2 separate regions of the Arachis hypogaea genome follow, and region 2 is linked to region 1. The links are chromatin contacts, called in public Hi-C maps. All regions are on one chromosome and are shown on one strand. Each heading gives the region's core, a stretch centred on a gene start, on an enhancer-like site or on the middle of the called end of the contact. The rest is flanking DNA. Distances are from core to core; before and after follow the strand shown. Region 1 holds the start of LOC112701871 (receptor-like protein 6). Region 2 has its middle 13 kb from the start of LOC112701873.

Region 1 (6,274 bases), core at 2,053-4,552:
GCAAGAGTTTCTATTAAATCATATTAAAGAGAGTTGTTTTTTGTCCTCATAATATGTTTATTTGTGGCATTTGCTTTTATTTATGAATTAATTATTCAATTGGTTTTTATAATTTTATTAAATTTATAATTAAATTTTTGTATTTTTTTTAATTGAATTTTTACCCTATTTTTTAAATTTTATAAATAGGTCAATTTTAGTATAAAAAATGTTAGAACTAATTGAATTTTTTTCGCAAATTGAATATATTCGCAATTAAGAACTTATTAGATCTTTAATTATATATTTTTTGATAAAAATATTTAGTTAAATTTAACATGAAAAGGACTTAACTTTAAAATTAAAAGTAGTATAAAAATTCAATTAAAAAATAATAAAAATATAACTACAAATTTAGTGAAATTATCGCATCAACAAAGTAATTAAACATGTATTTATTCTAGTTACCAATTACCAAGTTGAAGTAAAAACCGTATTAGTTTGGGCTATTAATGGTTCTATTGCCAAAAGCAAATAATAACACACATCTGTTGTAAAAATAAATAAATAAATAATTTTTTTGAAGGCATGTAATGTGTTGTAATGTCTAATAAAAAACTTGTATGGGAAAATTATTAGCTTGGAAACCTAAGATCAATTTCCCAGTTCAATTATTTTGGACATATCATGCAATAACTTCACTAACACGTTACCAAAAGCCTATCTAAGAAGATGTTGGAAAGTGCAGAGTAGCTGCAACTGCAACTACATTGAAAGTGGTTATGGCCCTACATTACAATAAGCAAGAGTTGAACCACAATATCATACCATCAATTCATCCCAGCAAATACGTTCTTGTTACAAAGTCTTCAAATGTACAACTTTTTCAACCCTTTCCTCAATGCATGCTTGGCTATTAGGATTAGGGAGATAATGTAAATAAATAAAACATTAAAATTATTATTATATTTTAGTCATGTTTTTAACTCTTTCTAAAATTATTTGTCATTTGTATCTTTCGAATTATGTTTTCAGTAATATAAACTTTTGATACCATTTTAGTATATATATATTTTTTTTAACTTCAACCAATAATGGACAAAAATTAAAGAAAGATTTGAAACAGACAATGTATGCATGCAAGGAATAAGGGAGAAAATATGAGATGGGTTGGGTGAAATTTACAAACTTGATCATCACATTATTATATTCCTTGTTACAAATAAAAAGTTTCTTCTTTGTTTTTTTCATTTTAGTTTTGTGTTGATAGGAATAAAGCATTTTAGGGTGCTCTTCGAAAATGGATGAACTTGGGATTACTTCTATTGGAAAACTCGAATCGGATCAGATATGATAAAAAATTTTTAATATCCACAATTTTTAAGCTTAGATTCAATCCGCACATTTGCAGATCGTATCAGATATATTCGCAAAACACGAAAATATTTTTAAAAATTTATTTTTATTAAAAAAAACAATAAAATTCATTTTTTAAAATATGTTTAATTTTAAAATAATATTAAACATAATTTTCTTAAATAATAAATTAGAATAATACAACATATATGATAATTATTAGTTGAAATAAAACATAAAAAGAATATTTACTAATTTATTTTTTTGTTTTTGCAGATACGTGGATATGCGGATATCTACATAAAATTCGCAATCCAATCCTATTAGTGTGCGGATTAGATCCAATCCGATAGCCATATCGGCAATTTTCAGAACAAATTCGAATAAATACCGCGGATATGTGGATCGGATCCAATCCATGAACAACCTTAATTACTTTGTTGAAGGTTGGAATAAAATCTTAAGCTAAGACAAGGTTGTTCATTAATGATTATATTTCTAAACGAATCGAAATAAGTTTAGATTTGAAAAAAAAACTAACTAAACAACCACACATGAACAAGTTCAGCAAATTCAAGCGAAACGAAACCAAATGATCATATTTTCACCATCTAACAATTTTAAACTATTAATTTTATATGACAACTACACATGAATTTTTACCACAAATTAATCCCGCCATAGACGTTACAAAATCTTCAAAGTAAATGGTCATTTCTTCTACACATAGTGGGTTCTACTTTGTTGACTTTGCATGCGCTTGTTTTCTGCGCGTCTTCACCATTAACAATAATGAATGAGAGAGAAAGAAAAAAAATAAAATAAAACAGAATAGAATAAAATGTAATAAATTTACAATTCCGAATGTAAACAAAAATAAATTGGATATAAATAGAGACGGGATCTTGAATCTATTTTATCCAAAGGATATATATTTCCAATTTAATTTTCTTATTAACATAATAGAATATATTAGTAGATGATTACTATATAAGAAAATTTGCATTAAAAACACATTATTTTTTAAATTTTCACCCTTAATTTCATTTCCATCTCTATAACAAATCCTATGTTACTTTTTCAAACAAATTGTAATTGAATTATATTCTCAATGAATATTTTAAAAACCTCTAATATAAATAAAGTTAGTGAATACTCAATTAGCTAGTCATTGTCATGAAAGACCAATGGTTCCTAACAAAAAATAATTGACAAAGCGGCTTTAATTATCTAATTTTTTTTACACATATTGATTCTTTTTCACAGCTAAAATGATATCGTTTTGAGAAAATGGATATTTACATTAATAAATCAATGCCTTAAAAATTAAATTTAAAGAAAAAAGCACTAAAGTCAAGCTTTTTTTGGTCAAGCTTCACACCAATGCATGGTGGATAACTGGATATTGTGAGTGTGGTTCGAATATTTTTTTTTTCTTATGAGAGGAGGTGGGGTTTTTTTTTTCTTTTGTCTTTTGGTCCTTAGAGGAGGTGTAAAAGTTAATTAGCTTAAATTATTTAATCATGACAAAAATATTTAATTGTTTATTCGTTTTTATTTTGGTGACTGAATATTTGTTTATTCTTGTTGTAATTAATTAAGGATCCCGCTAAAGAGACAATGGATTATTTGTACAATGTGTATAATGGGCTATTGAGTTACAAAATGAACATCTCTCATACTATCTAGAATAACCATCCGAGTACTAGCGATAATAAACATCTTCTCAAAAGTATAAACTGATTTTGGGGTGCATGATACCACTCATCCCAAAAGCTCCAACTAATGGGAAAAGGTAATACTAATGATTATATCTCTAATACTCTCAAAACTTCCATTGTCCGCATTGTATAAATATTTCATTGGCTCCTCATACTTTCCCATTAATTAATTATACTCAAAGTAGTATATTTTGCTTCTTTATGGCGTATTTCACTGATTATAATTACAAGAAGAAAATTTAAAAAAAAAAGGAGTCAAGTTTCTTACTCCATGACTCACAGACCACAGGTATCATACCCAAAAAGAAATAGAAAACAACAACAAAAATAGAGAGAAATTATACAAGCCTCTCACTCCAACTAATTTCTCATTTGACTCATTCATAGGCTAATCAATATTCTGTCCAAAGAAAAAAGACTAATCAAATGGAATTATTTCTTAACATGGACCTGGATCGTGCCCCTTTTGTCATGAACTTCTTTTTCTTCCCATGTCCATTGATTTCCACATATAATACCAATATTGACCTTAGTTTTAGCTTGGTGAGTCAAGCTAAGTTCATCCACAAATGCCTTCTATCATGGAAATAAAATTATCTGGGTCTCGGGTTAGAAGAAAACTAAACTTAAATTATGAATTATTCTTGGACATTGATAGATTGAAGTAGTATGAATATTATTGGTAGCTGTAGCTTTTAATATAGAAATCATGCATTGGCTGGGTGTAATTCCAGCTAAAAAAATATCTATAAATAGATGGATCCTAGTTGATGAGTGACATACCAATACCATTTTCAAGTAAGACATATATACATAAAATAAGCAAAAGCTTGAATAAAAAATCAATGGGGTATTTGATGTTGTTGGTTGTTAGAGTGGTATTGTGTGTGCATATGTTTATGATGTTCCATTTTGCATGTTTGTCTTCGCATCTATGCCATTCCCAAGACAGCTCTGCCTTGCTTCACTTTAAGACCCATTTCATTTTTAACACTTCCTTTTTTGAATATTCTGATGACGATGACTATGACTATGAGTATGAATGCCCCCATGTTTATCCAAAGATGAGTACGTGGGAGAATGGGACAGATTGCTGCTCATGGATGGGTGTCACGTGCCACTCTGTGTCTGGTCACGTGATTGGCCTCGATCTCAGTTATGGTGCACTTGTAGGTAATATTCATCCCAATAGCACTCTTTTTCATCTTACTCATCTCCAAACACTCAGCCTTGCATTCAATGATTTTGATGGTTCTCAATTGCCTTCTCAGTTTGAAAGGCTTGTGAGTCTCATACACTTGAATTTATCCAGTTGTGGGTTTGAAGGTGATATTCCTTCTCAAATCTCACACCTTTCCAAATTACAATTACTTGATCTCTCTTGGAATAATGATTTGAAGTGGAAAGAAACAAGTTGGAAAAGAATGTTGCAAAATGCAACAGCTTTGCGTGAAATTGTATTGGATGATACAAACATGTCTTCCATTAGCTTAACACCAAACCCTTTGTCCAATTGGTCTTTCTCTTTCTCTTTGGTTACTCTTAGTCTTGTTTCTACTGAAATAAGGGGATACTTGACAAGTCACATTCTCTGTTTACCCAATCTTTATGAGCTCAAGTTATCTGGAAATGAAAACATTCAAGTCCATGTTCCAAAGTTGAATTGCAGTACTTCTCTTAGTTTTTTGGATCTTTCATCGTGTCAATTCCCAGAATCAAAAATCCCTGATTCCTTTTCTAACCTCACACAGCTAACTTTTTTGGACTTGTCTGAAAATGTATTCAATGGTTCAATCCCATCATGGCTCTCAAACCTTCAGCATCTCACTTACTTGGACCTTTCAGAGAATGCATTCACTGGTTCGTTCCCATCATTTCTTTCAAACCTTCATCATCTTGTTTACTTGGATCTTTCACAGAATACACTTAGTGGTCAAATTCCAAATGTGTTTGATAGGCTAACCAATTTGCAATCCCTTTGCCTTTCGTATAATAATTTCCAAAGGAAGTTGCCATCCTCATTATTTGCCTTAACTCAACTCTCTTTCTTGGGTTGTTCTAATAATGAAATTGAGGGACCACTACCTGACAAAGTAGCCTTTTTAAATCTCAGTACACTAGACCTAAGAGGCAACTTATTAAATGGGACAATTCCTCAGTGGGCCTTATCCCTCAAGTCTTTGAGATCCTTATATCTATCAAATAACAGATTCAGAGGGCACATAAGTGAAATTACATCTTATTCCTTGGAGTATTTAGACTTGTGCAACAATGAGCTTCAAGGAAATTTTCCAGAATCGATTTTCCATATTGTCAACCTTACTGATTTGTGCTTGTCTTCAGATAACTGGAGCGGTATTGTCCACTTCCCACTCTTCTCTGAGCTTCAAAACTTGGAGTATCTTTTCCTTTCAGGTTGTACTTCATTATTGCTAAAATCTGAAACTAGTGTTAATCACACTTTCTCCAATTTGAGGGCACTGCAGTTGCTTTCTAGCAACATTACTGGTTGGTCGGAATTCTCAGGAAAATTTCCAAATTTAGAGGATCTGGAATTGTACAACAATAGTCTTCAGGAAAAAGTGCCCAAATGGATACATGGTATTGATTCATTACGTTATTTGAATCTCTCACACAACAATTTTACATTGATGGACCATTTCCCATGGTATCCACTTGAAATCCTTGATCTTAGTTTCAACTCGATGGCTGATGACATTTCTTCCTTCTTTTGTAATGCAACCTCTCTGTACATTGTCAACTTGTCCCACAACAAATTCACAGGAACATTTCCACAGTGCCTTGCCAATACCTCATCCCTTGGAGATTTGGATCTACAAATGAACAAACTTCATGGAACTTTGCCAGATACCTTTCTGGATCTTAATACACTGAATCTCAATGGCAACAATTTCGAAGGTCTATTGCCGAAATCTTTGTCCAAATGCTCAGGACTTGTGGATTTGGATCTCGGTAACAATCAATTTGAGGACACATTTCCCAATTGGCTTCAGAATCTATCAAATTTGGAAATACTGGTCTTACGAGGCAATAAGTTGTACGGTCAGATTGTAAATTTGAAATGTGAAAAGATATTTGCAAGTTTGATTATTTTTGACATATCATGCAATAACTTTAGCGGCTCATTACCAAAAGCATACATACAAAATTTTCGAGCCATGAAGATTGTTCATGATGTGCAAAGCCCTTTGTCTTAT
Region 2 (6,274 bases), core at 1,475-3,974, 75 kb after region 1:
CATTGCAAGTTTTTCTCTGTTCTCTCTCCTCTCTCTCTTTCGGTCTTGTCTAGCAGGAAAGGAGGGATGAAGCAAGCTATCAGTAAAAATCACAGAGAAGCTAGTTGCAAAGAAGAGGCCATTGTGATGATGGCGTCAGGAAAACGAAAACATAGAGTATGTAGTGGCTGAGATTTTCACCAAGAATGGTTTGATTTGGTGAGGTAATCTCGAGCTTTTCATGCTCAAAAAGGAAGAAGAAGATTCGGCCAGCAAGGAGGAGATTCTTGGAGGCATGGCTTGTCTTTGATTCTGCTCAACCACCACAGGAAGTAGCTAGAGTGGCGAAGTGATGGAAGAGGCAGAGATTGAAGCAGATGAAGTCATCATCATCATGAAGCATCAAGGGCCAGAAATCCATCTTGGAGAGGAAGCCAAGGATGGAGTGCTCGGATTGATGAAGAGTGATGACCAAGGAAGGACTCGAGGTAATTGCATGTTGGGTTTTGCATGGTTATCTCTTCTCTCTCTGTGTGGCCGAACCGGATCTGTTTCTTGAAGGAAAAGAAGTTAGGCTTGGGTGTTGGCTTCAAGTGTGGAGGCTTCCCTCTTCTATAAAAAGAGTGAACAACCACTGTTTGAAGCAAGGAGACAGTGTGAGAGTGCAAGGCACAGGGTTCTCAGAGCTACCTGAGCTAACATATGTTCTTCTCCTTCAAAGTATTCTGTTTTGTATTTTTCTGTTTAATTTTGTCATGTCTTGAGTCTCATGGAAAAAGGCAAACAAGTGAGGTTTGTATGAAAAAGCCATAGAGCGGAAAAAGGCAGAGAGTGCAAAATTAAAAGAAAAAGCCATAGATGTCTTAGAGTCCTTTGTACATCTGTGTTGTGTTTCATGATTCTGTGGGAATCCCCTTGTAAGTTAGGTTAGCACTTTACAATTTGTAATCTGGATGATTATAGTGAAATTCCATCGTTGTTGTGATGGAGACTGGATGTAGGCTGCACTGCACTTAGCAGCTGAACCAGGATATATCTGGGTGTAATCTTCTCTCTCTCTTCCTACTTCAATTCTGTTTTTACTGTTCAGATGAAAAATAAAAAATGTCTCGTGTCAAGTGACGAGACAAAATGAAAATGTCTCTTGGCTAGGGACGAGCTAAAAACAGAAAAGTTTCTTCTAAGTCCAGCAAGTGTTAGCAAGCGAAAAAGGGCTAAGATTCAACCCCCCTTCTCTTAGCCACTGAAACCATCAGAAATAAATAAAGGCACTAATCATCACTAATCAGTAATCATTAGAAAATCCACAAGCAACCAACAATATATCATCAAGCAACAACATCATCATCGTTTCAGAAAATCAGCAATTTAGAATAAGCAAACATCAACAAAATCAGTATTATTAATTCAGCAACTCATATTAAACCCAAATAACTCATAATTAAACCCAACTCCAATTCAAAATCAAAGGCACCAATCATCACTGATCAATAACCATCAGAGAATCAACAAGAATCCAACAACATATCAGTAACAATATCATCATCATTTCAAAAAATCATTCTAGAATCATAAATCAACCATCAACAAGATTATTCCAGTTTCATAAAATAAGTAAGAGACCATGTACTCATTCACAATTTTAGACATAATGAAAATTTTGATGCCAAATGTAATTATATTTGTCCTGCATCTGTCTGCTTTCGAGTGAAGTGATTTGCAAATATGAAGACTGGGTCCTGCATCAACACTCAGAGTGCTTACTGCTTACCGGCGGCGAGGAGGAAGGAGAGTGATGGCGACGACAGAGGAAACGGCCACACCGGCAAACAGAGAGAGAGCGCTTGAACAGAGGAGATGGCGCGAAGGCCATAGAGCTTCCAAACGATGGTGAGGGAGCTTCCTACGACGGCGACACAGCTTCCTAGGACGGCGACGGAGCTTCCACGGCGCGACACCGACGAACAGAGGAGAGGAGATGCGGTGGCTGTGGATTCCGCGGGGCTGTGGAGCTGCGGGGGTTGCGGTGGGTGCAGCGGCTGGGTGCAGCGGGGCTGGGGGAGATGCAGTGGCTATGGGTTTCGCTAGGGTTCTTTTCTGTTCTTCCAATTGAGTTTTTGAGAGAGGAGAGGAGTCGATTTAGGGCTTCATTTCGTTTAGGCAATTAGGCGTTTGTTTGTTTTTTTTTTAAGAGCCAAAAAACTGCAAAAAAAACCGAATGATTCTCCCAGTTTACCGGTTAACTGTTGGTTCGACCAGTTTTTTTCTGATTTTTTGTCAGACGGTTTCTGACTTTATCCGGACCAGCTAAGTGACCGGTTCCCAATTTTTTTTGTTGAACCGACCAGTCCAGGTTTTTTGCAATTAACCTATTTTTTAACTAATTGGCTTTATTTGGCTACATTTCTAGTTAGTTAGCAAAATTCTAATAGAAATAATTATATTTTATATTCACAATGTGAATAATCATTTAAAAGAAAGATTGTGATTGCACTGTTAAACGTTTTATACATTAAAATTACACTCACATATATAATAATAGTGCATTATTCATTCTAATTAAATAAGTATTTATTATTCCAAGAATTTTAAATAAAATTCTATTATATTTCATTATACTTGTATGCAGTGAGTGTAATTCTAGATAAGATTTGGGTAAAATAGAATCAATTAATCCCATCAAACACGTTACGAAATCTTCAAAGTAAATGGACAATTCTTCTACACGTAGTGGGTTCTACTTTGTTGACTTTGCATGCACTTGTTTTCCACTTTCTTTCTCAATTGTTCATTATTTTCATCACTAATAACTAATCAAATAACATTGTTTTCACGTAGTTTCCAAATTTTCCATTCTGCACTTTTGTCTTCAGCGCGTCTTCACCATTAACAATAATGAATGAGAGAGAAAGAAAAAAAATAGAATAAAACATAGGTACTCCATCAATAATGTAATAAATAGGATATGAAAGTACTAACTAAATTCATTGGCTATGGAACAGAAAGCAACACATTGAAGTGGTTATGGCCCTACAATAAGCAACATTGAACCACCATCAATTCATCCCAGCAAATACGTTCTTAAAGTCTTCAAATAAATGTGCAATTTTTTCCAACCCTTCCTTCAATGCATGCTTGACTATGGGGATTGGGGAGCTTGGGATTACGTTGTCGAAGGGTCGGAATAAAATATTCATTTTGAATAATCTTTGACATATATAAGGAAAAACTGAGTAATATATAAGGAATTAATTTTTAGTTTGTTAATATTAATTAATTTTTTTAGTCAAACTTGATTTCTATTAACTGTGAGCAGGAGTGGGTGACAAATATGTGTAGTCTATTGGGATGTGCTGCTCTACCTGTCAGGTATTTAGGATTTCTCTAGGTACGAATTTTTGGTTGGTGAAGACCTAGAAACTGATCATAGACAAGATGAAAGATAAGCTTAGTTTATGGAAAGTAAAGTCTCTCAACAAAGCTGGAAAGCTAGTTTTCATAAAATCTGTATTTAACAGCTTATCGGTTTACTACCTCAGCCTGTATAAGATGTCAAAGTCGGTGGTAGAAAAGATAATTCAATTACGGAGGAGGTTCTTATGGAGTAAAGAAAATGGGAACCATAGTATACCACTTGTGAAATGGGAGGTGGTGCAAGCTCCGAAAAAGCTAGAGAGTTTGGGGGTGGGAGATGCATTGATTATAAATACGTCATTTTTGTTCATGTGGTGGTGGCGCTTTTTCAAGGAGGATTGCCCGCTGTGAAAGAATGTGGTATGTTCCTGTAATCAGTTGAACCCAAATGTAATGTTGTCAAAACAACCATTATCGACAAGAGGTGACCCATGGAGAGATATCAGCCAGCTTAATATTCGAGAGCAATAGGTGAGAGAGAAGATTATCAATGGTCTATTTATGGAAGTGGAAAATGGAAGACATATCCAATTTTGGGAGGACGATTGGTTACAAAGTGGCTCTTTGAAAGAGAGTTTTTCGAGACTCTTCTCTGTTTCAAATCAAACAGGATCTATAATAGGGGACTGTGGGTTTTGGGATGGGTTAGAGTGGGTATAGAACTTTCAGTGGCGGAGAGATTTATTCTAGCGGGAGTTATTGGAGCTTCTTAATCAACTTCATGACCGGTTACGGATTGTCAGAATATCGGCAAATAGAGACGATACAATTATATGAAAATTTGATAGAACAGGTATTTTTTCTACTAACTCCTTTGTGCAAGTGTTACAGAAAGAGACACTCTCAAAAGACATCACAAGCTACAGTTTCACTAGCACCATTTGGAGAGGATGGGTTCCTCTAAGAGTTGAACTTTTTGCATGGTTTGTCTTAGTAGGCAGGGTTAACACTAAAGAAAGATCGAGTAGGTTAGGAATTATTCATCAAAATGATAATATTTGTGTATTGTATAAAAAAGAGGTAGAATTTGTGCATCATTTATTTCTTGGATATAAGTTTACGTGGCAAGTGTAGTGTGCTTGGTTGACGTGTGTTGATAAGTTTTGGGTTATTTCGGGGACTATCAAAGGACTCTTTGAGAGTTGGATTATTGGAGTGCCTGGTCATAACTCGGAGCATAAGAAGTGGCTGATAAGTTTCTTTGCGATTATTTGGAACATTTGGTTGGAACGAAATAGTAGAGTTTTTCAGAAATCAAAAAAAGGTGTTGATGGAATTATAAACAAATCATTTTTGAGTTACAGGGAATGGTGTGATGTTAATCCGTTTGGTTGTTGATGGCTATGCCGGAGATGACAACGGATTATACCCCCTTCTACTATGTTCATTGTCTTGTGTTTTTTTAGACGTTCCTTGTATTTTTCTGCTCCATTTTCTGTGTTGAGCTTGCTTCGTTCAAAAAAAATATTAATTAATTTTTTAATTCTAAACAAATTATTTTTAAAAGAATTTAAAATTTAGAGTTAAAAATTTATAATTTAACATGATTTATAGTTTAAAATAAATAAAATAATTTTAAAAAATTTAACTGATATTGAGTAAACAAGATTGATTTGCTAATGTTGCTTTGTATAATATATTAGTCAAGGAGAAGGTCTTTTTCTAGATCTATTGGGACAACATCAATTTATCTTAACAAATAAGGGTGTGTTTGGCAAACCTGTTTGAAGAGAAAAAGCACGTTTAAATTTATTAAAAGTTTCAATTATTTGTTTGGCTAACTTTTGATTTGGCAAACGCAGAAGTGATTTTGATGTCAAACCCAAGTTTGCCAGAAGCAATAATTTCTAGCTTCTGCGTTTCACTAACGGGCTTTTAGCCATTTACATTAAACATCTATCTTTTCTTTACCAATTTTATCCTTCGGACATGTTATTGTATTATTTATGGAATTTTTATTATTTCTCTTTATATGAACTCTCTTTTTCTATTATTTATTATTTTTATTTTTTTGTTAAATTTTTATTTGACATTATACACTCTTATAATTGTGATTTTTGTATATTATATTTATTATTATCCTTTCATAATATAATTTATTGATCACATTAGGTAAAGTTTAATTAAACAAAAAAATTACCCATAAATAATAATAATAGTAAAAAACTATAGGTACTAAAAAAGAGTACTAAAAGAACTAAAGATATACTATATAAAATATCATCAAGAACTTTTAGATTTGTTTCCATCTCTACCAGGATAAATATTTAATTTTATTATTTTTAGTATTCTTTTGTATAATTATAATTCTGGTATATACAATTTTTTATTGTAATTTTTTTATAATATAAATTATGATTCCATTAAAAAAAGATAAATTAAATAAAAAATTAATCATAGGTATTAATAAAATTATAAACGTTGGATTCCAAAATAATATTAAGAATTATTGAGAGTATTAAAACAAAAATACGATGTTAAAAAAATACTAAATTAATATTTTCACGTTAATTTTTAAAATTTGAAAAAATATAATATATTTGATTAAATACTCTTATATATATAATTCATATTTCTTATTTTTAATATACAATATATTTTGCTAATTTTTATATGTTATTTTTATTTTAATAAATAAATATTAATTTTATTATAAAATTAATTAATAAAATTATTCAAATATCTAAATTAAAATAACTGGATAATATAAAAAAAATTATTTAAGTTAATGTCTATTTTAGTAATTTTTCATCTAAAAGTGATTTTAAATAGCGTAATCCAAACAATATTTATTTTACTATAATCCATTTTGATATAAAGATAGCCAAACATAAATCACTTCAATACAAATTTATTTTTCATCAAAATCAAGTTTGCAAAA

The links. Hi-C and Micro-C count contacts between places; a contact is called where the count stands out from the background.
Region 2: a Hi-C map of leaf shows a contact between it and region 1, with 1.6 times the contacts expected there. The contact joins the enhancer-like site here to the promoter of LOC112701871 in region 1. A contact is called at or near these places in 2 of 8 Hi-C or Micro-C datasets (both in leaf).

Annotation. Positions count from the first base shown.
Region 1 is chr7:2,044,372-2,050,645 of arahy.Tifrunner.gnm2.J5K5, forward strand. LOC112701871 (receptor-like protein 6) reads left to right here and starts at 3,303. Exons shown (of 1, transcript XM_025752651.3): 1 at 3,303-6,274. The coding sequence starts at 3,827.
Region 2 is chr7:2,119,612-2,125,885 of arahy.Tifrunner.gnm2.J5K5, forward strand. No RefSeq gene overlaps it. Among protein-coding and RNA genes, the nearest start is that of LOC112701873, 13 kb to the right of the region's middle. Within about 2 kb of position 2,725, at least 1 of the 3 cell types and tissues checked has open chromatin away from gene starts, as enhancers often do.